Linked DNA regions of Mus musculus: all the other regions are linked to region 1. The links are chromatin contacts, called in public HiCAR-type and promoter capture Hi-C maps. All regions are on one chromosome and are shown on one strand. Each heading gives the region's core, a stretch centred on a gene start, on an enhancer-like site or on the middle of the called end of the contact. The rest is flanking DNA. Distances are from core to core; before and after follow the strand shown. Region 1 holds the start of Mapk8 (mitogen-activated protein kinase 8). Region 2 holds the start of Wdfy4 (WD repeat and FYVE domain containing 4). Region 3 holds the start of Gdf2 (growth differentiation factor 2). Region 4 holds the start of Gdf10 (growth differentiation factor 10).

Evidence for each region. Promoter capture Hi-C pulls out the DNA fragments that hold promoters and counts their contacts. HiCAR-type assays count read pairs that join an accessible place to other places. Capture Hi-C pulls out chosen DNA fragments and counts their contacts.
Region 2: a contact with region 1 is called in a promoter capture Hi-C map of the HPC-7 cell line. The contact joins the promoter of Wdfy4 here to the promoter of Mapk8 in region 1. A contact is called at or near these places in 3 of 39 promoter capture datasets (the C10 cell line, the HPC-7 cell line and pre-B cells) and 1 of 484 Hi-C or Micro-C datasets (B cells).
Region 3: a promoter capture Hi-C map of adipose tissue shows a contact between it and region 1. The contact joins the promoter of Gdf2 here to the promoter of Mapk8 in region 1. A contact is called at or near these places in 3 of 39 promoter capture datasets (3T3-L1-derived adipocytes, cranial neural crest and hippocampal neurons), 1 of 115 datasets of contacts at active chromatin or transcription factors (astrocytes) and 1 of 9 other capture datasets (adipose tissue).
Region 4: a contact with region 1 is called in a HiCAR-type map of astrocytes, with 2.2 times the contacts expected there. The contact joins the promoter of Gdf10 here to the promoter of Mapk8 in region 1. A contact is called at or near these places in 3 of 39 promoter capture datasets (cranial neural crest, hippocampal neurons and trophoblast stem cells), 1 of 484 Hi-C or Micro-C datasets (embryonic stem cells), 1 of 115 datasets of contacts at active chromatin or transcription factors (astrocytes) and 1 of 9 other capture datasets (adipose tissue).

What each region holds. Positions count from the first base shown.
Region 1 is chr14:33,445,774-33,448,473 of GRCm38.p6, reverse strand. Mapk8 (mitogen-activated protein kinase 8) reads left to right here and starts at 1,316. Exons shown (of 12, transcript NM_001310454.1): 1 at 1,316-1,459.
Region 2 is chr14:33,183,709-33,186,408 of GRCm38.p6, reverse strand. Wdfy4 (WD repeat and FYVE domain containing 4) reads left to right here and starts at 1,343. Exons shown (of 59, transcript NM_001146022.2): 1 at 1,343-1,541.
Region 3 is chr14:33,939,785-33,942,484 of GRCm38.p6, reverse strand. It overlaps Gdf2 (growth differentiation factor 2), which reads right to left and starts at 1,446. Exons shown (of 2, transcript NM_019506.4): 1 at 992-1,446. The coding sequence starts at 1,334.
Region 4 is chr14:33,922,328-33,925,027 of GRCm38.p6, reverse strand. Gdf10 (growth differentiation factor 10) reads right to left here and starts at 1,441. Exons shown (of 3, transcript NM_145741.3): 1 at 826-1,441. The coding sequence starts at 1,132. It overlaps Gm30031 (a long non-coding RNA gene), which reads left to right and starts at 1,929. Exons shown (of 4, transcript XR_001781214.1): 1 at 1,929-2,700.

The DNA of each region.
Region 1 (2,700 bases), core at 67-2,566:
TTTTCCCAGTCTACCCCGTTCTGGAACTCCTTGTTCGCACATCAAGTTAACTCGGACATAATCCCTGGTCAAACCTGTTCTCAAATTAGGAGGCAGCTCCTTAGAGAAGGCTTTCCTGGCCTTATTAATACATTGGTTCCTTTCATAGTTGGATGTGTCCTTAATTTGCATTTTAGTGTCGATTTGATTTGGTGTATAGTTTATTATCTTGATACCACAAGAATTCTCTATAAGTTCTACTTATTGCTAGTGCTAGTACACTGCCTTTAAGAGAATAGGCAAGCAATAAAATATTTACTGGAGAAATAAGAAATTAAAATTAAAAAATTGCTGAGAGATAAAATGGGGGGAGAATAAATGAATGAGTGCTCACATTTGCTTCATGATAGCATCCCTGGAGAAAGACCATTTTAACATGTAATGGGAACAGTCTACCTGAATTTACTCAATACATATTTGTATATTTTGGAAATCACAGTATACTACACAGGTGTAAGAGAGACTGCCCTTTATTTCCTACTGTCAAAGCAATTGTCATACTTTTTTTCCAAGTTTAATATACTGTGCATGTAATATATTTTATATAAACGTAGAATCATTCTATATGTATGTGTTGCTTCTTTCTCTTAGTGATATTCTCCGTTGTTGGCGAGAATGCCTTTGAACTCTTTAAAGTGCTAAATATATTTTGCCTCATGAATGATAGTGATTTAAATACCTTTCCATCCATTGTCGAGGCTCGTCAGTTTATCCGTGAATAGTTAATATTTGCGAGAGCCGCAAGGACTTGCAGGTAAATCAGGTAAGGCAAAAAATCTGGAGCAGGAGGGTTTGGGGGGTAAAAGGAGGTAACTTCTTCCAGGGAGCTAGAGAACATCTACTCCTTGGTGGGTGGTAGGCCCTTGAAGAGTATCTGTCAAACCAGGACTCTCCGTGGTTCAGGTGTGTGCCCTGGCACGCGTGCCTGACCTTCAAACACTAACCCCTCCTCCCCGCGAGGCTAGCAACCATGCAGGCTTAAGCTATGACTGGTGTTTCGCCGCCACGCGCCGCCACGTGCCATCGCAGACCCGCCCCCTGCTGCTCCCGGCCCCGCCCCTCACACGCGGCCGCCCAGACGCTGCTCGCGGCCCCGCCCTCAGGGGAAAACCTCCGCTACTGCAGCCCGCCCCCCAGTGTAGCCACGCCCAAGTCGCGGGGCCACGCCCTCGTAATCCGGGCCCCCGGGGCTGGCCCGCCCCTAGGCCGCTCGCCGGCGCGGAGGCGGGGCCCTGCGCGATGACGTGGGCGGGCGTGCGCGTTGACGGCCCGCGTCTCTGTTAGTCAGCGGAGCGGCCGAGGCCGGACGTTGCGGCCGAAACGCGGAGCCGCGAACAGGATTGAGTAGCGGCCGCGGCCACCGCAGGACGGCGCCGTTCTCCGCTACGGGCTTCCAGGTCGCCGTTGGCTGCACTGCCGGGTGAGTGCGCGGGCGCCGCGGCTCGGGCGGCCGCCGCTTTTCCCCGGCCGTGACCCCCTCCCGGGAACGCGCGCGGGGCGGGGGCGGCGCGGGAACAATAGCGCGGGCGGCGGGGGCAGCGGGGGGCGTGGTCCACTCCGCGCGACCTGGCTTCACCGCTCCGGCCGGCTTCCACGTCGCGCGGGGGGAAATGGAGCGGGTGGGCGGCAAGTTCGGAGGTGCTCCCGCGGAGGTCGGGCCGACGCGACCGTGCATACGTCTCCCGCACCCACGGGGAGCGTGTTTTGACTGTGGGCGGTTTCTTTGTGCGGACGTGAGTGCCGCGACGCCGAGAAGAGCCGGGTGGCCGCGAGCGCGCCGGCCTGCGGGCCGCGCCTTGAGAGGGGCGCCTGCCGCTGACCTTTTGACTTTCCCCCGCCGCTGTCCCTTTGTCTTGCGCTTGGGTTCCTAGTCCAGACAAGGTAGAACCAAGTCCATTGTAAAGTACCGTAAGGAACGCATTACATTGTTATTCCCGAAAGTTTCCCATCCCACCGGGAATTTAATATCATGTTGACTGCACAGTGTCCGGTAGTTTCTATTTTTACTTCTGAAATTAAGTGATCTTTTCAGTAGAATTCTGGTCTGCCGGTCTATTGTGTTTTGAGATCAGCTTCCACCAAGTACCTGGTCAGTTAGAACATGTTTATTTCATTCATTCATTTGGCAACAGTTAGTGCTGTATCCAGGTGGAGAAGATGTGAAGGCCAAGAGAAAGACCCTTAAAAATTAGGGTAGTATGGAACAGAATAGATGTGCCTTTAAATGAGACGATTATGTAAGGGATGTATGTTAAGTAAGGTATTTGGCTCATTTGACTGGAACTTCCAAGGATAGTGTTAGGAAGAATATCCAGGTTTGGCTTAAATATACTACCTTTATTCTTAAATCCCACCCCCCCCTTGTCAATTTTCGTATCATTGGTAATGGTTACTTCAGTTCTCTTATTGAGGCTGTTAAACTTGGAAGGTTTACTTCTGTGTCTGACGAAGTAATCAAAATGGTACTTAGAGGCCTATTTTGCATCATTTCCCCATCACCAAGCATGGAAGTCATACTCATTGGGTTGATTGAAAGACTTTTATAGACAAAAATTTAAAATAAAGCCTTAAATTCTCCACGAAGTTTCAGATGTGTCACATACCACTCTCAGTTGGCTAGATCATAAATTAATAGAGGATGTTACCTGTTAAAGACCACCA
Region 2 (2,700 bases), core at 94-2,593, 260 kb after region 1:
AATGCCCACCTGTGGAAGGAGTCTCTCTGCTCCCCTGGTGGGTGGCTTCTGCACTGGGCCTGAGTTGTTTGCTGAGCCCGAGTGTGAAACTTTCCCCATAGGAAAAGCTGGAGTTATGGGAATGTGCATATTGTAAAGGCACAAGGCTGCAACATCCAATCAGAGATTCCTCTCTGCTCTTATAAGTGCCTGGACCCTGCCCTTTCCCCTACTGACCCACATTGTCCTGTGGGTCATCTGGGCAGAACATCACCTGCACGAATGAAGTCACCTCATCAGGAGAACACCCCACTTTCTCCTTTGTGTGTTTCTGAGCCTCACACTCCTGCAACCCCTAACCCTTGGCTTTGTCTCCCCCAGTCCCCCCTGTGCCTGGCTTATCTACAAAGACGTTTCTGATTTTCTCTAAGCTTCTGCTCCAATCTAGTCTTCTCCATCCTGTGGAGACATTAAGAACTCTGCTGGGGTCTTAGAAAGAGCCATTCTTCCATATTGGTATTCCACACACCTGCTCCCATACCTTACCATTTAGAGAAGGGAAGGCATTTAGATTTAGTTCCTAGGGATTTGAAATTAGGACTGGGAGGCTGAGGGTTAGGACGAGGAGCCATACGGACCCCAGCCTGCTGGGCACACAGCTAGTAAGCAGCAGAGGCGGAATTCAGACATGGGCACCAGGCTGTACTTTCCCTTCTGTTCCTAGGTCCCACCTGGCTCTGCTTGATCACCAAACACACAGTCTCAGGGGAGCTTTTGTGAAACCCATGTTGTCCTGCCAGTCATTGGTGAAGCAGCTCTGTCATTGGCTCCTTGGAGGGAAGGATGGGAAGGGCAGGCATCTGCTGACTTCCCACTTCTGCTTTCTCCAGGAAATGAAGAGAAACCCAGCACAAGTGATTCATAATGAAACACTGTTGTTGATGGCTGCCATGCGAGGCCAGGTCTTGGTCTGTTCCCCTGAGCTGAGCCATTGGAGGCTGGGGATAGAAGCACTCACACCATGTGACATCCGCAGGCTTTGACCACCACCCTCCAGGTACGTCTTTCTGATCTTGGATAAGAGAGATCAGCCAGGTGGGGGCTGTTTGTTGCGGTAGACTGCCCCGCTGCTTCCTGCAAAGCCAACTGTGGAGCACATGTGTGACCATCAGTACTTAGTCTGAATGCGGGGTGGCAGAGAGGAGGGACGATTGGCAGGAAGTGAGCGGTGAAGGAGGTCCTTGTGGTCAGTGCCTCTCAGCACCCTTGTCACTTGTGAGTTTTGCTGAGCTGACCAGGCACTAGATCATTCCTTACCCTCTGACCACGGGTTAAGTCCCTTCTTTAGACTCTGCTGAGAGGTAGGAGTCTGCCACAGCTGGGGAAAACTAACTCTGGCTTGTGCCACTGTCAAGGTATAGAACGGGACACTGACTGAGACGCTCCTCTCATAGCCCTGGTGTAGCTTGTGAAGGGTGGACCACCCACCCTGGCCTTCGGGGCAGCTGGGCAGACCTGGTCTTGCCCTTAGCTGGCCCCACCCTTGCCTGCCCCAGGATCTGGTAAGTAGAAGTCTCTTAAGGTGGCATTTCTTCACCTGCGTTATCACACGCAGCCTTTGAATTCCAATGTTTCTCATTAACAGCAGCATCTGGGCCACTGAGGATTGATCCCTTTCTCCTTCAAAACCCAGCTTTCAAGAACCTAATCCTTTGTCCCAGTCTTTCCGAAGTGATGACTGGGCGTTGGGTACTGTCTTTCTAGGGAATATTTCAAGTATAATTGTCTCCATTTCTATCCACTTACGTCCAATGAACTAGTAAAGAGACAAGTTACAGATGGGGCCTGTGATGCCGGTGCGGTGACATAAAGTGGGTTGGAGGAATGTGCAGGATGGACAGGGAGGGCACACATCTGCTGAGAGGACACTGAAGGAGCCCAGCCCTGCACTGTGGTTTCTGAGAATTGCTCTTAAAAGCCTTCAGGAAGGCTTGGAGGTCAGTGTGGTACCTTGCAGTGAAGGGTGTGCTGGGGGCTGGGGACTAGCCAGAGAGTTGGGTGTGGGCTCAAGTGTGGGAAAAATTCTCCTGTCTTTACATCCTTGGTGTCTGGTCTGACCTCCTATGGGCCTAAAAGAGTTTTCTTTTTTATTAAATTTTAAAAAAACCTTATTTTATTATCTTGTGTGTATAGGTGTTTAGCCTGAATGACCCTCTGTCCCAGCTTTGGGATTATTGTTTCCTTGTTTTTATTTCTGATTCCTCCACTATCTCTAAATTGTTTAATACATGTCTGGTAGTTTGAATGGGAGTGCTTTCCTTAGGCTCATATATTTTCATACTTGGTCTCTAATTGGTGGAAATGTTTGGGAAGTGTTAGGAGGTGTGGCCTTGTTGGAAAGGGTGAGTTACTGGGGGCGGGCTTTGAGGTTTCAAAAGTCCTCTCCCTTTGTTTCTAGTGAGGGCCTCTCTCTTTGCCTCTTGGATGTGATTTTTAGACTCTCAGCTGTTCCTGCCACTGTTCCTTTGCTCTGACATCATGGATTCTAATCCTCCGAACCTGTAAGCAACAGATTAAATGCTTTCTTTTGTAACTTGTCTTGGTCATGGTGTTTTATCACAGCAACGGAAAGGTAACCCAAACTATATATGGCTTTATTTTATACTTTTTTGAACTTAGCCTGAAGTTAGGCGCGCGCGCGCGCGCACACACACACACACA
Region 3 (2,700 bases), core at 197-2,696, 490 kb before region 1:
CTGGCCAGGCTTGCCTGTGACCCTGAACTGGAACCCTTGGGCATTTGCAAATCTCTGAATCAGAAAGAGAGAGGCCTTGGGCTCCTGGTCCTTCAGAGCAAGATGCCAAACCAGAAGAAGGGGAGCTGGTTCTATGCAGCTGGTTCTATGCAGGACGTAGGGCCAGCCACGTGACCTTGCAAAGGGTGCCTGACCCGGGTTCCTCAGCCCTAGCAATCCCAGCTTTCTCTTCAGTAACTCATACTACGTGGATTCTGGTGTTCTGTGAGTTGTCAGTTACAGACTTCACCTCCGTGTTTATTATCTAATCTTCCTAAATCAACGACACTTCACACCGAAAACATATTGGACAGACACACTGCCCACTGCCTCTTCTACTCTATTGACATTTTACAATCTAGTTCTAAAATGCATTTTATAAGAGAAAACCTGGTTTCCTTTTAAAGCTGAAAAAATATACAAGTTTATTGCAGGCTAAATGAATGATCTATTTCTAAGTCAGAAGAAGACAGGGAAGGAGAGAGGAAGATAGGAAGGGAAGAGGAAGTGGAAAGAAAAGGGAGGAGAGGGAAGAAGAGGAGAGAGAGAGGAGGGAGGGGGAAGTAGGAGAGGCAGGAAGCAGAGCAAAGGAGGCTGAAGCAGAAACAGGGAAATGAGGCAGAGAGGGAGTGAACAGAGGGAAGCAGAAACCTGGTATACTGGGTACCTATGGGGTTAACTGTGGATGTGGCCCGGAGGAGGAGCTGTGCACCAGATCCTTTAGTGTTGATGGACAGGGCCCATGATTTGCACTGCCCTGTAGGGAAGCCATTAGCCACGCAAATGATGAACAGGGAATTCGTATTTTCTCCCTGTTTCATTGGGAGTCACTTCCACAGAAACCTGAAGGTCTGCCGTGGTCAGTGACCGTCCCACACGGCAGAGCCACTTCACTGTGGGGGGCAGGGTGCAGTATGTCCCACCCCACGGAACCCTGGAGGAAGCACTATACCTTCCACGCTGAAGCTCCGCACGATGTTGGAGGCAGGCGTAGACGATTTGTCCGTTGTGTATCTGTTGTACAAGTCGATCATGTACTGGGGTGGCTCCGCTCTGGTTTTGTCCTGGGAGGGAATGCCGCTGAGGTTAAGGCTGCGTAGGAAATCCACCTTCATGTTCTCCAGGAACATCTGCAGGTCAAAGACACCCTCCTCTCCAGCTCCAGACAATCCCAGGGAGCTGTGGGCATTTTCCCCAGGGGATGCTTGTTCCCAGTTCTGCAGCGGCTTCTGCTGTGTGACACAGACCAGCAGGAACAGCGGGAGCAGGGCCACCCGGAAGGCCCCAGGGGACATCTTGGGCCCTGAAGGGGGCCTGAGGGGCTGCTGTGGTCTATCACTTGGTGCAACGAGGAGCCCGGGAGGAATAGGCCCACATTGTCCTGCTGACTGCTTAGCCAAGACTTTGGCTGTCTCACGGTCTCCCCAACAATCCTCCACTCTTCTTATCTGGGTGTGGATGCTCTGCTCGGACCTCTTATCTCAGGCAGCTCTCTTTAATGAAGACTGTATAAACATCTGACCAGCACTAGGGGCTGGTGGAAAGGATGCTGACTACTGTAAAGGATCGGCATTTCTCCGGAGGGTCATCCACCCTAATTAGAATCTTTGTTCCTTTCCTAGCTGGCTTCGTTCAGAAGACTCTCCAGGCAGGGGCACACAGACCGTATCCTGGTGGACCACAGAAACAAGGAATTCAGAAAATGAGGCTGGGGAGTTCCCCAGATATAGAAAGCTCACCAAGTACCCAGAAGATGACACAAACTGTGGGGGTCAGGGAGGTGGGGTGATGGGGGAGATTGCATCAGGGTTAGACGAAGTCTGGTCCTTATGGTATCGGAACCCGGCAGTGTATCTAGGCACTGGCCTCTGAGGAAAGAGCTCCTGAGTACTGAGAATGGAGTGTGCATGGGCCCAGAACATTCAGTGGACTGGTGACGTCCCAGCCAACACAGATGGTACCTCCTGTCCCCACTGTTCTTCCGAGCTGTGGCCTCAGCCCTTTGAGTCTCCTTTAAGAAGATGTGTTTGCATACACGTAGGCCACTGTCAGCTCCTGACAGTGGGTAGCTATGTTCAACCACCCTCCAGTGCTGATGCTGACCATGCTGCAGTGGGGGTGGGGTGAAGGGAAGCTCTGTGTTCAGGCTAGATGCTTATTAGTACCACAAACATATGTATCTGATGCATATTGACCAGCCTTGACCCTGGTCTGTGTGGTGCTGGTATATGCAAGTGCACAAGTGTGAGTGTGTGTATGTGTGTGTGTGTTGTGTGTGTTATGTGTGTGTGTATGTGTGTGTGTGTGTGTGTTGTGTGTGTGTGTGTGTGTGTATGTGTGTGTGTGTGTGTTGTGTGTGTTGTGTGTTTTGTGTGTGTGTGTTGTGTGTGTGTGTGTGTGTGTATGTGTGTGTGTGTGTGTGTGTTGTGTGTGTTGTGTGTTTTGTGTGTGTGTGTGTATGTGTGTGTGTGTGTGTTGTGTGTGTTGTGTGTTTTGTGTGTGTGTGTGTGTGTGTGTGTGTGTGTGTGTGTGTATGGGTATTCAGAGGACAACTTGGTTCATGTTGATGGGAAGGTCACCTAGATCATGATTCTCAGCCAGGAGACCCACAGAGAAGTTGGAGCTCACAGGAGCCGTTGGGCAGTTCTGAGACTGACTCTA
Region 4 (2,700 bases), core at 192-2,691, 480 kb before region 1:
GACAGAAGGATTTTTCTCCTGGGGAACGGCCTCCTCCCAGACAGGACTGCAGGAGACCCCTGCCCACATTTTCTGGAAAGGCATTCTGAAACCATGAGCAGTCACCATGACAACCAGGGTCTTCTCACCACCTGCTTCCCAGACTTCACTTCCTCAGCACTCCCGCACTTAGCCCGGGCCTTGCAAGGGCTTCTCAGCCCAAAGTTAGTGGGCTGGGGCTCAGAGCCACCTTCCCTAAGAAGAGGGTGGGGAGAGCCTCTGTCAAATGGCCTCTGGCAAGTTCATCCCTAGGTGTGAAGAGAGTAAAGTGGGGCATGGACCAGGACCTGGGCAAGGTGCTTCTGGACCTTTTCTGAGACCTTTCTTCTGAAGTTTTCCGTCCTGAGGTCACAGGCTCTTAGTGCTCTGTGCTTTCTTGCTACCCAAATCAAGCTTCCTATCCGGGCTCCGTGCTTGGCACTTCCACTGGTGCTGCCTTGTGACTCGCTGAGCAATCCCTGTGACCCCCATACAGCAAGTGCCAGCACAACTTATGGCACGGATGGTCCTCAGTCCATGCCCATCTCCATTCTGTGCCTAAAGCCTTGAGTATATGCTGATAGTTGTCCAGCAGTTGTGCAAGCTCCCAGGGACAGGAGGTCTGCCACCAAGTACCACTTGTCCCAACTGCAAGCTCTGGCCTGGTTCAGGGAACTGAGTGGATTGTCAGTGGAAAGATGAATTAAAAGTCAGTACAAGAAAGGAAGGGAGAAGAAAGCTGCGAAGGAACAGAGAAAACAGATAGAGAACTGATGGATTAGGACTCCCGGTGCATCTTCTACTTACCCAGCCGGGCACGGAAGCTTCGGACGGTGTTGCCTCCTCCCGGTGGAGCACCTCTTCGGTTGTACTTCTCATAGAGCCTGAGCATGTGGATAGCGACCATGTCCTGGGCGCCTGGGCCCAGAGCGGCTGCTGCGTCCCCGGGTGACTGCTGGGAGTCCCTGTCCCCCTGCAGACCGGCAGCTGCCGAGGGCAATGAGGACCATGAGGGGCCCCTGTGGCCGCAGCCTGCGCCCCGCAGCAGCAGGAGCAGCGGCACCATGGGCAGCAGCTGGGACCCCAAGCTGATCCGAGCAGGACCTGGAGCCATGGCTGAGTAACGGTGGTGAAGGGTCTGAGCCCAGGAGAACAGACAAGGAGGGCTCAGTGTTGGCTGTGCACCTCGTCCGCGGCTGGAGTGTCCCTGTGGGACTCGGACAGCCCGGATGACCCCACTCGAGGTATCGGGATTGGCTCTCTGTAGCAGCGCTGTGCGCCGAGCATCCGCGCCGCCGGGCCAGCGACCACGGCTATCCTGAGCCGCGTGGAGCTCAGCCGAGCCCGCGCCGGCGCGCTCCCTTGACGGCCTCGCGCTGCAAACTTTGCAGCCCACGGAGCGGCGCCGGGACTGGCGAGTTCGAGGGGCGGGGCGGGGCGAGGTGGCCGATAGCGCCCTCGGGGGTGCGGGGGGCGGGGATCCTGCTGTGTCCCCACTCGCCGCCGCCAAGAGACGGTCTGTGGCCCCGGTGTGCTGTGCGTGCGTCCCGGTGTGCGGGCGTGCGCGCGCCGGGGTGTGCGCTCCCGAGTGTGGGGGCCGTGGGTGTGGGCGGGCGCGCTCCCCGCTCCCCCGCCGAGAGCCGGAGACTAGCCCCGCAGCCGGCTCCGGAGTGTCGCTGCCTGCAGCTGAGCCAGGGCGTCGCGGGGGCTGGGCGGGCTTTGGAGGGGGCCCGCCTGCGGGGTTGTCCCTGCAATGGCATGCTATGGCTATGTGGTTGGAAGATGACAGCTCCCCCATGAGGACCCAGAGGCCATGTGTGCCTAGTTGTCTCTGAGCTAGTGTGTGCTCAAAATGCAAAGGTGCAGTCTTGGGAACAGGAGCTCCGGCGATTTAACAACAGAAGGTGTGTGTGTGTGTGTGTGTGTGTGTGTGTGTGTGTGTGTGTGTTTCCAAAGCTCAACCAACCTAAATCGGTGGAAGCAAGATCTTGATCAAAACACAAAATTAGAATCATCAGGTTAACTTGACCCTTTCTTTGGCAACGGTGTTTCCACTTGTTGAAGACACACAGGAAAGGTCTGTAGAAAACATCGGACAGGATTGCTTAAAAAAGAAAAGGGCATGCTTTCAATTTACTTTGTAAAAAGTTTCAAAGCGTCAGGGAAGGAGGAGAAAAAGCCCACAGTTTTCTTGAAAAAGAGTTCCGAATGAAGTGCTGGTGTAGGGTGTCGCTGACCCCTGCTAGGGCAGCTTAGTCCCGGGGCAGAAGGGCAGCCCCAAAGGTGCTTCACTCTAGCAAACTTACCTCCCTATAGATAGAATTCGGGGTCCTGGTGGGGGAAGATCTGGTCATTTTTACCAACTTTAACTGAAACATAGTAATTTCTAATGTTATGTGAACAAGAAAGCAGTCATAGTGGCAAGTGCTGTGGCTTTTCACAGATAGACATTAGTTAGATATTTTCATTGGACCTGGGAAGGTTTTCCAGATTTCCCAAAGTAAATTTTTTGCTTAAACACTATTGAAATTACAACAAGTCTTGGGCCCTGCTAATTAAGGAATTAATGAAATAGAATATTTATTATTGTCATGCTGCAGAGGTGCTTTAAGATATTTTTATATATTAGAGTACTGTTGGTTTTCTCTGTTAACTTGGGAATTCCATTTTGTGCATTTAAAA